Regions from separate parts of the Bombyx mori genome. Here region 2 is linked to region 1. Evidence: chromatin contacts called from public Hi-C data. All regions are on one chromosome and are shown on one strand. Each heading gives the region's core, a stretch centred on a gene start, on an enhancer-like site or on the middle of the called end of the contact. The rest is flanking DNA. Distances are from core to core; before and after follow the strand shown.

What was found. Hi-C and Micro-C count contacts between places; a contact is called where the count stands out from the background.
Region 2: a contact with region 1 is called in a Hi-C map of middle silk gland, with 4 times the contacts expected there. The contact joins the enhancer-like site here to the promoter of LOC101746171 in region 1. A contact is called at or near these places in 3 of 7 Hi-C or Micro-C datasets (middle silk gland and whole pupa).

Annotation. Positions count from the first base shown.
Region 1 is chr5:13,687,889-13,693,190 of ASM3026992v2, forward strand. LOC101746171 (electron transfer flavoprotein subunit alpha, mitochondrial) reads left to right here and starts at 2,936. Exons shown (of 7, transcript XM_038011255.2): 1 at 2,936-3,352; 2 at 3,585-3,725; 3 at 4,085-4,349; 4 at 4,711-4,926. The coding sequence starts at 3,311.
Region 2 is chr5:13,850,373-13,855,674 of ASM3026992v2, forward strand. No RefSeq gene overlaps it. Among protein-coding and RNA genes, the nearest start is that of LOC732994, 7.2 kb to the right of the region's middle. Within about 2 kb of position 2,714, at least 4 of the 8 cell types and tissues checked have open chromatin away from gene starts, as enhancers often do.

The DNA of each region.
Region 1 (5,302 bases), core at 1,686-4,185:
CAAAGCTGCTCATGGTTTCGAAATTACTTAATAGGCTTATTACACTTGGCTGAATTCAGACGCCTCAAGTCAGTCGCTACTGAATTCAGTCAAGTGTAATAGCATTAAGTAAGTTAGTCTACTGAATTCAGTAACAAGGAAGTTTTCTGGCTGACTGAATCATTCTCTAACTGGCGCCATCTAGGCGGGCTTCGGACAGTCTGCCGACCGAGAGGGCTGGTGGTCGTGGCGCCGACGACCGCCAGTCCGGCGTCCCGAGGGGGAGGGTGATGGGAGAGATGTGCTCCGCACTAAACGCTTCACTTTCCCCCCTTTGCCTTGTCATGAGTTCTGTCTCATGCGAGGTTTGGATGTTGGTTGTTGAGCGACAGGAGGTTTTAGTCAGTTCGACTCTGACATACCCCGCCCAGTATCCCCAGAAAAGGGCGGAAGTCCGGCGATTTCCTCCTGACCAAAAAAAAAAAAAGACTGAATAATTTAGAAGCCTAATTAGAAACGCATAACTTATTTGCTAATATTCCACACAGCAATAAATATTTCCTCACCGATATTCTTGTTTCAATTTTTATTTATTTTTGAATGAAACAAAAATCAAAAACAAAAAAGATTGTTGTTGTCTAGATAATACTGGGGCCATCCTCTTACGCAAACGACACGTCTTATTTCGTCACGTTTAAACTGACAATTGATTCAGTAACTGAATTTAGAACAGTGTAATAAGAAGCTTCTAAATTTGCTTCTGAATTCAGTCGACAAATATCAGCCAAACGTAATAGGCCTATAATACAAAAAAATAGTGACATTTACGATTTAGAACTGCGACAAAACTGACATTACTGACAGGTCTCTAAATAGTCAATCATATTATTTCATATTATTTAGGATATTTTTGAACGTTCCCAGGGATAGACGTTCCCATGATTTTATTCGATTCTCATAGAATTTGGAGTTCAACAGTTGCATTGCATAGTTATGCTGGATGATTCAACTACAAAAAAAAAAAATAAGTTAAAGATATTTACGATCTGTGGAAATGACGGTAAAAGTGATGTGTCATCTTTAATCCGGTACCGGTAAAATGGGGCGATTAGGGATTGAGAGGCGAATCGGGAAAAAACCGGGAAAATCTTTCGACGCTCAATATAAGTTTTATATTCGTTGCAAAATCTTCCATTTTTTGTAGTTTAATAGTAGAATGTTGAAAGTTCACAAAACAACTCTGAATATGCATGATAATAGCTGCTAACTTATAAAAAATCGCGTTTCAAAATTAACTTTCTGTGGTGGTAATTATTTTAGTGCTAGAAACTTTGCTCTCTTTTATTTATTTGATAATAATAGAAGACGACTATGATTTATAAACGTTATTTAGTGTTTGAACCAGCATATATATTAAAGGTAAGTCTCAGTTGTTATTGGTTTTAATGTATTTGATTAAATAAAAATATATGTAAAAATCTGTTGTTTTTGGGGATATTGGGGACGTCTTAGGTACAAATAACAACGACAAAGGGGTCAATTGGGATGAGAATACGTGAAATGGAAACGACCTAAGTACAAATAGGTACAGGTTTGTAGGGTTGTCTATGTAGTTATAACAATATTTTTTAAATTTGTTGGTAAAAATCTGGTTTATTCGAAGCGAAATAGGGAATAAGTCTTTAGTTGAAATAGATAAGCAATTTAATATAAGTAAGTCGATTTTGCAGAGACATGTAACAAGATCAATGAAATCTCAAGGTGGACAAAAATGTCTAAGTAATATATTTAATATTTGAAAAATAAATATTTAATATTTGTTCAGAGTGGGGGTATTCATCTGATTAATCCATGGAATAACCGACACACCTAATCTCTTAACCCAGATAGAAATATCAGCACTATCGATTGCACCTATAATTGAGGTGATGTCTGCCATGTACTTTTGTCAGTTTTTAAATTTTTTTTATTGATGATCACTTTGTTGGTGCAACTAAATAAATAAATTAATTAAAACTATATATAAAAATGAAAGTAGTGCCAACCCTAGCAAATTTCTCATTTCGTCCCAATTAACCGCAATTTTCGGGTAAATAGGGATTACAGCTATTTTTGCATTTTTTGCTTAAACTGGAATGCTAGTTGCATAATTTTAAATTAGACAACAAAGATGCCCCCAAGACTCAATCATTTTGATCCTGATATAGCATTATATACATCAACAACTATCTTAAAATTGCTCATAAAGTTGGAATTTGTCCCTAGTCGCCCCATTTTACGGTATATGTCTATGAAATTTATCAATAACTTTATTGTGAAATCAAAAGCGTTTTTATTAATATCTGTTATCCACGCAATGGAAACTGAACTAGACTACAGTTAAAATCACGATTCACGACAACGCTTTATCTAATAAATAGTGCTACTCAGCAAAATTAGATTTTTTTAGTCTGCATAATTTCGAATTAGTTAAATCTGTGTAAGGAGTTAAATCTGTGTAAGGAGTTATAGTGTACTGCATTTACCTTCAGTGAGCCACATTCACCTCTCGCGGCAAAACACGAGTACAACTCGGATTCAAGTAACTTTTTAAATTTTCGGATAAAAGGCTTATTACACTTGGCTAAATTTAGTCGACTGAATTTAGTCGGTACTGAATTCAGTGAAGTGTAACAGCATTCAGTAAGCTAGCCTACTAAATTCAGTAGCAAGGATGGTTTCTGACTGACTAAATTATTAAGAAGCCTAATTAGAAACGCATTTAGAAAAGCGAGGACTACGCCAAGACCAATTTTTTGTTGTCTAGACAATACTAGGGCCATCCTCTTATACACACGACACGTCCAACTTCGTCGCGCTTAAGCTGGCAATTGATTCAGTAACTGAATTAAGAATAGTGTAATCAGAAGTTTCTAACTTGCTTCTGAATTCAGTCGTAAATTTAGCCAAGTGTAATAAGCCTTTAACGCCACGCGGACGTCAACATGTTCTATAAAATCTCAATAAATTTCTACTGCTTTAAAGAGAGTTTAATATATTTCATGTCATCCCACAGCTGTTATATTATCTTACCTATTATAATTCAATTTGATTTCATTATTTAATCAACTCAACCAGCACAATCGTTAAATGTTACATTTTATTTAATAAACATGACTTCTATTTTTCCTACAAAATGGCATGCACTTCGTTCCCTTTGCTTGTCTTAGCCACGAATCAAATAAAAACCTCTTGTCATTTTTGAACATTGGACTTTGTAACCTAGATTTAAGTTTAATAAATTATTTAATAAATAAAAACAGATTTCCTGAACAAAATCTTGCTTATCAAAATGTTTGCACCCAATAGCAGGCATTTATTTTTGTCTGGACAGGTTGGAAACTTTATTATTATATTGAGATCCTAAAACTTAGATTATTAACCTCTAGATGAGATTAGTCTTAAAACTTATATGTTAATTTCAAGGGTCGAGGTCACGATGTGAGTTATGATAATTATTGTTCAATTGGATTTTAGAAATAAATAGGTGCATAAGTAATTTAGACCCATTTTTAAATATATTTTCCTAATATATTACTGAATTGTAATAGCGACTCTAATTTCAGCTGCGTCGTTTGCAAAGTACTTTAGTGCTCGCCGAGCACAACAATGAGGTACTATCTCCAGCAACCCAAAATACATTGAATGCTGCCAAGAAAATTGGAGGTGATGTCTCAGTGCTTGTGGCTGGAACCAAATGTGGACCTGTATGTTTTTATTTTGAAGCTAATTTAACAAACAATAAGTACAGTTTCGGGTTTTAGTCTTGGAACCAATTAATAATAAGTATTGGCATCTTATGTAATCTCGTTATATGAATATATATCAAGTCAATTTTAATCAGAATCCTGTAATAGAATGCCATGGTTCTGTAATTAGCTATTGTATGTGAAGGATGTCATATTTAAAGTAGAGTTACTTAAATATTAAAAATTGCTAGAATATCAAATATTAAGTACAATGTAATGTCATGGGACAGTGCAGTCAGTACTAATTGCAGAGCTTACCTATAATTGTACTATTATCATTTTCCTAATAAAAAACTTTTAAATTTGACTTCTTTCAGGCTGCAGAATCCATTGCTAAGGCAAATGGTATATCTAAAGTTTTAGTGGCTGAGAGTGATGTCTTTAAAGGTTTTACTGCTGAAACCCTGACTCCTCTGATTTTGGCTACACAAAAACAGTTCAAATTCACTCATATCTTAGCACCAGCAACTGCTTTCGGAAAGACGGTGCTGCCACGAGTTGCGGCCAAGCTTGATGTGTCACCAATAACTGATATCATTGGTATCAAGGATGCTAATACCTTTGTGAGAACAATTTATGCTGGTGAGGTCCTATTGATCATGTACATTTTGTATATATCATTTTTACATTCATTATTCATACATCTTTGTAAAGCCTCTGGCTCTATGCTCAGTGTATTTCCAGAGCTCTTTTATACAATTTATCAACCTCAACAAACTTCCCTCCATGGTATTCCTTGAGCTCTAAAACATTTCATTTTTCAAATGTGCCTTCGGGAGTGTTCTCTATGGTGGGCAATGGCAAACGTCCTTATGTAATGCCAGCAATGTCACTCAAATGTCACATGGGCCATAAGCTCATTGCCCTATGAAGGTAATAAAAACAGTCTGTTAGTTCAACTGAAATTAATGTTAATTAATGATTAATTGATTGATATTTTTAGGTAACGCTATATTAACCCTTGAGGCCAAAGATCCTATCAAGGTCATCACTGTTCGTGGCACAGCATTCCCTGCAGAGCCATTGGAGGGAGGGTCTGCAGCAATTGATAAAGCACCTGAGGGCGACTATAAGACTGATCTGGTTGAATTTTTAAAGCAGGAATTGACCAAATCTGACAGACCAGAACTCACTAGTGCTAAGAATATTGTATCTGGTGGTAAGATATTATAGTTAAAAAATAATAATAATAAATAATCAATGCTTAATTTAATTGCTTGGTCTAATTTAATAGAAACTTTAAAATTAATGTAATGTAGAATTCATAGGACTAAAATTCCACTATTTAAACTCTCGTTATCTTATAGGTCTTAAAAGCAACGAATGGTTCTACTGGTTCTGCTAAAATACTGCAATTATCTTACTGCATTATTATTGTACTGTAAACCCTCATAGATAGATACCAATATGCTGCCTATTTCTGTTATGTGGATGACCTGTAAGAGTGCTCACACATCTACATAATAAAAAGATACTTTTCAAAATTATATTCAAATTACACATCAGAATTATTCAAAGTGTAATGTTGTTATTTG
Region 2 (5,302 bases), core at 1,464-3,963, 160 kb after region 1:
TTGTGTATATCTGCTATAGCTTCTCCGAGAATCAGAGGTTCGTATATAATCATCATCATCTTAGGCCTACCACCCAGGGTGGGCCTTAGGCTGGTCCAGTAGGTATGTCTTTCAAGACTGCTCTCTTCGGGGCTTTCTCCTTCCAGTTCCTAACACTGAGATAACTTTCAGGTCGCGCTCCACGCCATCCAACCATCGGAGTTTGGGTCTGCTAAGACTTCTGCGGCCCTCTGGTTTGCCATAGAGCAGTTGTCTTGGAATTTTTCGAATGAAATACGTACTTAACAAATGTTCATGATTGACTTCCACGGTGAAGGAATATAACATCGTGTAATAAAAATCAAACCCGCAAAATTATAATTTGCGTAATCACTGGTGGTAGGACCTATTGTGAGTCCGCACGGGTAGGTACCACCGCCCTGCCTATTTCTGCCGTGAAGCAGTAATGCGTTTCGGTTTGAAGGGTGGGGTAGCCGTTGTAACTATACTGAGACCTTAGAACTTATATCTCAAGGTGGGTGGCGCATTTACGTTGTAGATGTATATGGGCTCCAGTAACCACTTAACACCAGGTGGGCTGTGAGCTCGTCCACCCATCTAAGCAATCTGGTCTCCTCCATTCGAACGTATATAATATTCGATTCGTATATAATAGCTAAGTGTTATTTTGTCTGAGGGATCCGGCAAAATTATATGCAGTAACCACTTAACACCAAGTTGGCGGTGAGTTTGTCCACTCACCTAAGCAACGCAGAAAAAAAAAAAACTAAAGACATGCAAAGGTCCTGTTGCTACTGTCATATCCTCGTCATTGGTGTTCTGTAACAAACCTCTCTGCAGTTTATACTGCAGCTAATTCTATTGAAGTACCTGTTAATAGTACGATGTATTGCGGATGAACCAGCCTTTTCTCTATTTGTTCCATTTGATTTTCAATTGTGTCAACAACAGCGGATGCCGAATTCAAAACAGGGAAAAACAGAGATACACTGAAAATCTGTTTTAGAGCAACAAGGTGCATATAACATAACTTTGAATAATCTTTGAAATATTAACATTAAGCTGAAATTGAAGCATTTGCGCTCAAATTTTGAGAATTATTTAATTTGTATCATCAATATTATAACACATCTTTAAGAATACACAAAATAAACTAATTACTAAGCTGTTATAGAGAGTCGCAAAATTAAATTTTATCTAAAATACACAGCGTGATTTGATCAACATCATTTCACCATGATGATGACAAAATATGCATCTGTCACTGAAAATGGAGTAAATGTGCCATTGCCGATAGCATAAAATCCAGTCCCTCCCTGGTGATGTGAAACTCATCTCTTTATAGTCTCGATGCGTAACCTTTTTTCTTCCTATTCTAGTGACCTCAAGGGGTCATACAAGATTCACCGAGTGAGTAGGTGAGCTCACGGGACTCTAGCCTGTAAAAAATGGTTTTATATGACAAATCATAAAGTCCTCGATGATCTGTCCGGTTGATTAGCTAATGCGCCAAATGTGTTATTCTGGACATAAGAACATCGTGTAATAAGATCAAACGTAAATATTAGTAGCTACTGATGGCAAACTTTTTCCGTCCGCCAGTCATACGTGCCGGCTTAAAATAATAATTAAATAAGCCTTTATTACTGTTAGATTTTAACTTATTTAACTAAACATAACATGATAACAATAGAAGTAAGAAAACTATAAATTAAAATAAAATAAAACATTCTCGTATTAATTATTTAAGACTAAAGTCTTTAATTCCGGAGCGGCGTCCACATTTACGTGTATGATCTTAGGTAATCAATTAACACAAGGAGCTATGTGATCAACTGTTCTTATGTAAAATAAGCAGTCAATGCAATTAATATAGCCGTAGACATAATAATATAGTGAACTCACAAAAGCAGTAATATATGATAAAGAGCGGTATACAAATAGATCTAAAAAATATTGTTGATTTAAAACACTTTCATAGTTTTCATGATCATTAATTACATCAAGTACGTTAGATAGAAAACCCTCTATAAAAAAAAGAAAAAAAAAGTTCGTTAGTTACGTTTATATTTTTTTATTGCCCTTGTAGGCAGGCCGGCATACGGCCCACCTGATGGTGAGTTGTTACCGTCGCCCATGACGTCAGCAATGCCAGGGGCAGAGCCAACCTGCTGCCTACCGTAAATTACTCAAAATTAGTCAGAAGGCCAATTGATATGTTTGACGAAAATATCTTAAAATCATGTTCAGCATTCGAATCAAATTTAGTGGACGAGCTCACAGCCCATGTGTTAAGTGGTAATTGGAGCCCATAGACATCTACAACGTAAATGCGCCACCCACCTTGCGATATAAGTTCTAAGGTCTCACTCTATAGTAGTCTATAGTTACAACGGCTACCCCACCCTTCAAACCGAAACGCATTACTGCTTCACGGCAGAAATATTAAAAAGGGTTGCAGAATGTACTGTCTGCAAAAGCCAAAAGCTAAAACATACTTTGAACCGTTGATTAAATTTGTCTTCGTAACCTAGTTATAATTTTTTCAGTAGTCACTACTAATTTGTAACTTAAACTTAATTTTTGTAAATGGTTTATCGATGTGGAATAGGGCGCCATCTATTGTTAAATAAAGGAATTTAAATATATTTTGCTACTCTTCAGTAGGTGGCGCGATGCTCAATGATTTAAAGTTGGGTGAATGCTAGTCACCTAATAATTACCTAGTACTAAAATCTTTCTATGTAAAGATTAATCTCTGTATGTAAGTAAATGTTATGCTTATTTAATTATTAAATTAAAAAAACGAAGCCTTGTAATATATATCAATCAAGATACTTCTCGATAATATATAAACGCACTTGTTAACAAAACGCTAGTAAATACGGCCATTGCCAATATTAAGTGTATAATCTATGGCCATAGATTATACACTTAATATCTATGGCCATTGCCAGCTGACTGACAAAACCGGCGCATGCGCAATGTAGGCGTGAGGTGATGGTTTGCTTATCTATACTTAATATTATAAAGAGGAAAGATTTGTTTGTTTGTTTGTTTCGAATAGGCTCCAAAACTACTGGACCGATTTGAAAAATTCTTTTTCCATTAGAAGCCGACATTGTCCCTGATGAACATAGGCTGCTTTTTTTTAATTTTTTAATTTTTTTTTTTTTGTTTCATGTGTGTTTTAATGTTTCCGAAGCGAAGCGAGGGCGGGTCGCTAGCTAGATATAAAATAATTAATAATTGGGAATTTAATTGTTTTTATGATCGAACAATAGTCGTCGAACAAACGATAATTGATCAAAATTGATTGATCAAAATCTGAGCGATAAAAATAAACATATCTAGTAAGGGGGCCCACTTAGCGGTGATCATTTGTTTAATTAATTATAAATAAATAAAAGACGAACAAACAATTTTTACATTCGAACATTAACGAACAAATGACGGCCAAATATATAAAAATAAAAAAAATAAAAATTCAAAAAAAGGGGGGGGGCCAAATTCACAGCCCAATTAAGTCTAGTCTCAAATCCTTTTATGAAGGCCACTGAAGTGTCTATGATGAAGGCAGACGAAAATTTTTTATAACTTATTAGGCTTGGCATCAAACCTACATTGTAGATAAGAATAATCATAGCTTAAAATTTTAAACATCCCTCTGACTTTAAAATATTGTAACATTATGTAAATTGTAAGTAGATATTAAATTGTACAATTGTACAAGAGCGCCACCCTCCTTGAGATATAAGTTCTAAGGTTTCAAGTATAGTTACAACGGCTGCCCCACCCTTCAAGCCGAAACGCATTACTGCTTCACGGCAGAAATAGGCAGGTTTTTAAGTCGTTATCGTTGCAAACTCGCACTAAGCACACAGGACGGCGGTATCTATCCGTGCGAGCTCACAGAGCCCTCCACCGTTAGTAATTACGTAAATTATATTTTTTGCGAATTTCGTTTAAGTAACACGATATTCCTTCATAATCAAAGTCATTCGTGAGCATGTTCTAAGTAAACCTGGTGGTTGTGAGTCCGTACGGGTAGGTACCACCACCCTGCCGTGTAGCAGTAATGCATTTCGACCTATACAGGGTGGCCGGATCATTGACGTCCAAAAAAAATTTAGGTCTCTCACGAGAGACCTAAATTTTTTTTTAGGGTTGGGGTCGTGGGGTATCCGAATCACCCCTATGTATGTTCCGCGATTTTTAATAGTTTTCGAGTTATGATTATATTATGTTACCTTTATGATTTTTTACCATTATTTTTATGATTTTGTACCAGCGGCTAGCTCCAGCCGCTTGCACCAGCCGCTTGCACCAGCCGCTTGCACCAGCCGCTTGCACCAGCCGCTTGCACCAGCCGCTTGCACCAGCCGCTTGCACCAGCCGCTTGCACCAGCCGCTTGCACCAGCCGCTTGCACCAGCCGCTTGCACCAGCCGCTTGCACCAGCCGCTAGCTCCAGCCGCTAGCTCCAGCCGCTTGCACCAGCCGCTTGCACCAGCCGCTTGCACCAGCCGCTTGCACCAGCCGCTTGCACCAGCCGCTTGCACCAGCCGCTTGCACCAGCCGCTTGCACCAGCCGCTTGCACCAGCCGCTTGCACCAGCCGCTAGCTCCAGCCGCTTGCACCAGCCGCTTGCACCAGCCGCTTGCACCAGCCGCTTGCACCAGCCGCTAGCTCCAGCCGCTTGCACCAGCCGCTAGTTCCAGCCGATTGCACCAGCCGCTAGTTCTAGCCGCTAGCTCCAGCCGCTTGCTCCAGCCGCTTGCACCAGCCGCTAGCTCCAGCCGCTAGCTCCAGCCGCTTGCACCAGCCGCTTGCACCAGCCACTAGCTCCAGCCGCTTGCACCAGCCGCTAGTTCCAGCCGATTGCACCAGCCGCTAGTTCTAGCCGCTAGCTCCAGCCGCTTGCTCCAGCCGCTTGCACCAGCCGCTAGCTCCAGCCGCTAGCTACAGCCACTTGCACCAGCACCTAGCACCAGCCGCTAGCTCCAGCCGCTAGCTCCAGCCGCTAGCTCCAGCCGCTAGCTCCAGCCGCTTGCTCCAGCCGCTAGCTCCAGCCGCTAGCACCAGCCGCTAGTTCCAGCCGCTTGCACCAGCCGCTAGCTCCAGCCGCTTGCACCAGCCGCTTGCACCAGCAACTAGCACCAGCCGCTAGCTCTAGCAACAAGCCCCAGCCGTTAGCGCCAGCATTTAATACCAGCCGCTTGCACCAGCCGCTAGCTCTAGCAACAAGCCCCCAGCATTTAGTACCAGCCGCTTGCACCAGCCGCTTGCACCAGCCGCTTGCA